Linked DNA regions of Mus musculus: region 1 is linked to region 2. A link is a contact called in public Hi-C data. All regions are on one chromosome and are shown on one strand. Each heading gives the region's core, a stretch centred on a gene start, on an enhancer-like site or on the middle of the called end of the contact. The rest is flanking DNA. Distances are from core to core; before and after follow the strand shown.

Evidence for each region. Hi-C and Micro-C count contacts between places; a contact is called where the count stands out from the background.
Region 1: a Hi-C map of pancreatic cancer cells shows a contact between it and region 2, with 3 times the contacts expected there. The contact joins two enhancer-like sites. A contact is called at or near these places in 14 of 39 promoter capture datasets (the 3T3-L1 cell line, 3T3-L1-derived adipocytes, the C10 cell line and 8 more), 14 of 484 Hi-C or Micro-C datasets (the 3T3-L1 cell line, B cells, adipose-derived mesenchymal stem cells and 9 more), 4 of 115 datasets of contacts at active chromatin or transcription factors (craniofacial prominence, embryonic limb bud, kidney and 1 more) and 4 of 9 other capture datasets (adipose tissue, embryonic stem cells, liver and 1 more).

What each region holds. Positions count from the first base shown.
Region 1 is chr10:44,754,197-44,757,241 of GRCm38.p6, forward strand. No RefSeq gene overlaps it. Among named protein-coding and RNA genes, the nearest start is that of 4930431F10Rik, 17 kb to the left of the region's middle. Within about 2 kb of position 1,460, at least 53 of the 459 cell types and tissues checked have an H3K27ac peak or open chromatin away from gene starts, as enhancers often do. A contact at or near this core is called in pancreatic cancer cells, where this site is marked.
Region 2 is chr10:44,517,293-44,520,240 of GRCm38.p6, forward strand. It overlaps a transcript of Prdm1 not described here. Among named protein-coding and RNA genes, the nearest start is that of Prdm1, 60 kb to the left of the region's middle. Within about 2 kb of position 1,684, at least 25 of the 459 cell types and tissues checked have an H3K27ac peak or open chromatin away from gene starts, as enhancers often do. A contact at or near this core is called in pancreatic cancer cells, where this site is marked.

The sequences.
Region 1 (3,045 bases), core at 210-2,709, 240 kb after region 2:
TGGAGAAAAGCATTAAGTAGACAATGTCCATTCCATCACTGTGCACAGAGCCCCCCTCCACAGTGAAGATAGCAGATGTATCATTTTAGCCAGAAAACCGAACTAATCTGGACCAATGCTGTTACAGTACAGGCTCGTTTATAGAGTGACCCTATTACCCATGAGCATTTGCAAGCCATCAGGATCTACTAGGATATAGTAGCATAGCCAAGGAGAACACTCAGCCCAGTATCTACAGTGAGGCAATATCCTTACTCCACTGAAGGTTTGAATGACAAGTGGAACTGTCTATATGCTAAAGCAAAATTTATGACCCTGTTTAACATGTTTGAGACTTAAATTTTTATTTCTTTCTGATCTGTGGCTCCATGACCCTTATTTATAAAATGTGTATTCTACATAATCAAAATATTTTTAAAAAGAAACAATTCTCAGAAGTTTAAAGATGGATGATTGAGATGATCTGTAAAAGGCTGGTCCCGACATAAAGCATGTACGGCCCTTACATGTATACCAGAACCCATGCCAAATTTGCTTATTTAAACCTGAGATAGAAACAAACTCTGTTGTTACAAACAGGCACTCTAGGTTATCACTTTTGTGTCTAAAGAGTCTGAGGGTAAGGACACACATACCAGTCCCTGGTGTAGCATGTTGTTTATCCAGAAAGACTGGCTGACTGGCAGGGAGGGAGTCGCATGCCAGATGAGTCCAGGGATGTACAAAGACTCAACTCTCGAATTCAATCAAGAAGGAATCATTCAATAACTCCGTGTTAAACTCCAGCCATGGGTACAGAGCAATGGGGAGTGTGTGAAATTAATCCAAATGGAAAAAAGAAATCTATTGCAGACTGTCAATGAACTGAGCAAGTCATCAAACAAGCAGAAAGAGGAGGCGTTACCTTCTCATAACTCACAGAGCCAAGTGAATGTTTACACTGTCACATGTAGTAGAGTTTGTTCCTCTCCCCTCCTTAAGCAATGTTTTGTGATGATTCTTTATCAGTTTTGGTCTCTTTTGTACTTGGGATTGTCCTTACGAAATGGCACCTACTGTAGTTATATCAGCACTCTATGGCTTAGGGTATATTCTGATTGACCAATGCCTGTACTACAGTAATTCAGAAGCCTATTAAATATCACCACAGCCTTCTAATATTAACAATAAGTCACACTTTCAGCATTAAAAAAGACTGACTGTGTTAGAATCCAAAAGGAATCTCCTATCCATTCACAGCTCCCACTTTGTACTACTCAGTCCTGACACATCTCGCTTGTGTGCCGTGACTCATTACTCTGTCAGTCTCTCAAAGGAACAACAGACTTGGCAGTGGGCCCATCTGTTTCTCTCCTAGGATTGTCTTTTGGTGAGAGAGCTGTTGCCAGGGTTATCATAGCGTGTTACATCATCCGAGGTGTTAATAGTCTCAGAGACCTGCAGTACAAACATGGATGTGACCTTGCCACTGTTTTTCTACCGTATCATTTCTGCCGCTTGGCTACACTCAACTCTAGCCACACAGAGAAGGAGACAGGGTGAGGGACAGGGACAGAATAAGCCAGGCAATAGACCATCTGCAGGGTCAACAGCCCAGCTGAGGTCCCCTCCTTCACAGGGCCTATATTGAATGCTCTGGGTAGGTTCTTAAACTTCTTCCAATAAAAGAGGCTGGACACTCTCCATCCCAGCAGAGTTCTAGCTATGAATTCATTTCTGTCCATTGGATTTACTCACCAGGAGTTTTGGAAGACAGAAATCATATTGGTGTCAACAGCAAAAAGGTTTCAGGCGATTATTTCAAACAAGCAAAAGGAGAAACATGGAGTCTTCCCCCTGTGATATTTCTGAGTTCACTTGCAGCTTTCCTAAAGGAAAAGAGCCTTGAGCTATAGGTCCTGTGGCAGCCTCCAAGGACAAGCACCTCTGCTGGAACTTTCTGTGCCACTCTAGCTGTTATTCCTGGAATCCAGCTTCCTCTGCTGTTCATAAACATTTGCAAGCACCTGTATTGACTGATGTAGGGGTTTGGTGGTGGTGGGTGGTTGAGTTGGTTGTTTTTAGGGTTGTTTGGGTTTTTTGTTTGTTTGTCTGTTTTTTGGTTTGGGGGTGTTTTTTGTTTTTGTTTGTTTGTTTGAGACTCCTGATGAGGTCACACTTCCCAAAAGGATCTCCAACTTTGGTATTCCCCTAGCAGGGAATAGTCTTCTGAGTGATTGCTTGCATGCCAGGCCAGCCTCTGCTGCTGCTGCTGGGATACTCACACCCACATGCATAGACCTTCCAGGAAAGAATTTGATAGTAATTCCATACACCAAGAAATACAGGAATAAAAATGGGGTGGGGCAGGGAGTGAGAGAGGAAGAGGAGAACAAAGAGAACCAAGGAGGACCAACAGGACCAAGAGAGCTTAAAGGGCAAGCTGTGAGAGGAAGAGGTGAGGGAGGAGGAGGTGGGGGAGGAAGAGGAGGTGGAGAAGGAGGAGAAGCAGCAGACTAGCAGGTTTATATAGGAATCAGAAGCTCGGGTGAAACCTCTGGGCTGGAGAGGTTTGGGAGTTGCATAGGTAGGGGAGAGAAAAGCAGAGAGGAGCCACAGCTACTGAGTAAGCCTGGGCCAGAGTAGGCTTTGGAATGCTAACAAGCTCTTCAGTTAGCCCTTTGCCTGGTTGTCCCAGATTTCTTTGGGACCTGACAATACACACTAACTTTTCCTTAGGATGTTCATTGTGGAGAGTCTGCGCTGGCGGAGTGGGATTGGGGAAGAGAGTGAGGTAAGATGTCAGGATCCTCTCCTGGAAAGACCTACGTGTTCTTACAGGCAGTTCTTGTAAAGGTGTTCTTCATTTTGAAGTGAGAAGACATAACCCTGTCCTCTAACAGTGCCCCTCAAAGAAGATCGGCCTCAGGTTAAGACTGTCTCCTTGGGAAACTCTGCAGAAGGGGCTTCAACTTTCTCTTTCAAGGTAGAAGTAGCTGGGATCTGTACTAGTCAGCTTTGAAACCCTGCTGACCCTGACCAGAATGGGAGGTCTCCTTTGGCATG
Region 2 (2,948 bases), core at 434-2,933:
TTATTGATATGTTATCTTCTAAATTATAGGAAGACCAGAGAATTCGCTGCTAAGACATCACTTGGTTCTTTTTTCCGACTATATTTATTTTTTTTAGCCTGCAAATATTTGCAAATCCTCAGAAAGTTACTGGGGATATGCTTGTCTTTGGTGCCACAAATATCTTTTAAACAGTATGAGTTAGCATTTCCATTCATCCTTGCCTAGCAAGAGCATCCTAAACCAAGAGTGACTTATGAACTGGTCAACAATGAGTTTTGGTGTTTGTGTGAATATATGTTACTGCTTTTTCTTCAGTCTCCACTAGCTCAGATTTACTGGGCCCATACACAGACTCACACATCCCATGCAGCCCAGAGCTGGGAAGGCAGAGTGCCCAGCTGCAGCTCTCTCTCTCTCTGTTGCTTACTTAAAATCTGGCTAAAATGGAGGGTAGAGAGTTCAGGCTGCAGAAAAAGACCAGAGCTCCTTTCTCCTTCCAGGTGGTTTAACCCCCATGGGAACCTTTGATCTGTTGATCAGCAAACACACTCCTATATTTTGTATTCCCCAGTATATGATTTCAGAAGCAGGAGGAGGGGCATGATGCACAACCCCCCTCCCCCCAAAATGCCTTTTTATATTAACTGAAAGAGAGGCAACCCCTTTGCCAGCAGTCACCTCTATCCTGACTCACTTGCTCTCCCTCAGGAGGGATAAATACAGCAATGGAGGCATGCAAAGCTGCTCTGTTTTGAGAATCACATGCACTTATGTCCAAAAATGAGCACGCTCTAGGCTGGCCTGGAAGGCTTCCCACCTCTCACACATCCTTTACTTTTTGAGCTAGGGTTTCGTGTAGATCAGGCTGGCCTAGAACTTGCTATGTAGCCAAGGATAGATACTTTGAGCCTCCTGTTTCCCTCCTCCCCTCCCCTGGTACTGCTGGGATCACAGTGCCACCATGCCTGGCTTATGTGGTGTAGGGAGCTAGTATATTCTACATGGCCCCTCAGACCCTTTATAACTAAGACCGGTGTCTTGATTGAGCAAGAAGGCTAACATAAGGCCTACTAGGAGGCCTTCTCCTCTAGTAGCCCCCCACCCAAAAGTGAATTAGTTTACCTAGATGAGTACAGAACTATAAAACAAAATTTAAAAAAAATGGAAGAAAGACTAAGGACAGACATATATTATGAGTCTTAGAGAAAAGAATTCCGGGTAATGTTTTTTAAATGCCAAGGATAACGAGGAGTTAATAAAGACACAATTCTCACAACCACTGGGCACGCACATTCAAGGCAACTAATACACACAGCTCTCTTAATAACCTTCCTCCAGCCAGGCAGTCTTCTGGTGTGTGTGTGTGTGTGTGTGTGTGTGTGTGTGTGTGTGTGTGTGTGTGTTAGTGTGTGTTATTAATAGGTACAGTGCCTACGCAGAAGCCTCCCTCCCTTCCAATCAACTCTCCCTTCCTTTCTCATCCTGAGAGCTAAGTAAGTTATTTTTAAAACTTCTTGGCTGTAGGAATCATGACGCATAGACGTTCGAGCCTTCTGACTTGCCAGGAAGCCTCTTGGCTTGTGCTTATTATCATGACTAATTATTCCTAATGTCCCTTTTCACTCTCAAAGTGTCCCGTGGTAGCCAATGAGTTCCATGATCGCTTTAGTCACAGGATGCACATCTACACACAGTGGGTGAATGTATTAGTCAGGGTTCTCGAGAGTCACAGAACTTATGGAATGTCTCTCTGTGTGAAGGGAATTTATTGTGATGATTTAGTCCAACTAATCCAACAATGGGCAGCTGTGGGTGGGAAGTCCAAGAATCTAAGTAGTTGCTCAGTCCTATAAGGCCAGTTATTTAAGCTGGTCTTCTGTAGAAATAGTTTCCAACACACGTGCTGCAGTGTAAGCAGTCAAAAAAGATAGAGGCTTTCATTTTCCAATTTCCCTATGTAAGCCTCCAGCAGAAGGCATGACTCAGATGAAGTTATGTACCACCATGCCTGGATCTGGGACTTGCTTTGGCCCAGGTTGACTTTGAACTCAGAGATCTGGGATTAAAGGCACATACTACCTTGCCTGGGCCTAAGCTTTTCATAGCCACTATGCCTCAAGATCTCCACGTCAAGATCCAGGTCAGAAACTTGTGTCTTCCAGCCTCAAGATCTGGATCACAGGTGTGCTCTCCAATTCTAGATCGTAGTTCATTCCAGATATAGTCAAATTAACAACCAGAAATAGCCACCACAGTGAATGAATACATGAAGCATTATCCAAAGTATAAGGTATCTATCTATAGGTATCTTGGTTTTTATGCTCTTGGAATGTATGAATTAATTTAAACATGAAAGAAGAAAAAAATAGCCCTAAACTAATACCATCACTCCGAAATAACGCAGAATCTTGCTGAATGTTGCTTTCTCCTCGTTACCTTGATCACACGCTACTAAAGAACCCAGCCAAGTAAAGCCTTGAACAGAAAAGGAAGATGAAATTAGGACCATGGGCCGCTGATTACAGATGGCACAGGTGCCTCTCAGACCAGTGCATATGATCTGACAGAGGGGAACAAACTGTCTGCTTTAAGTATCATCTCCCCACCCCACCAAGGGCAACAGCAATAAGGAAGAATAAGAAGAAAAAAAAAAAAACTCAACAAATGTATTATGATGAAAATTCACACTTGATATACTTGATAAAGACGATCCAAAGATTTTTCTAAATTTGTGTAAAGCAAAATATATTTCAAAAAAGATCAATGCTCTAGATATCTTAAATTTTGATATTAAGGCTTATTTCTCATGCTATATGTCTTAAGAATAAAAAAAAATCAAACTAAATTTCCAGTTTAGCAAAGCCATGACAATTCTACTTTTAATCATTTGTCCAAAATAAGCTTGTTATGAAGTATCTTATCTTGACCAGTGGTCACCCTTATCTAACTATTTCCCTGAGTCACCA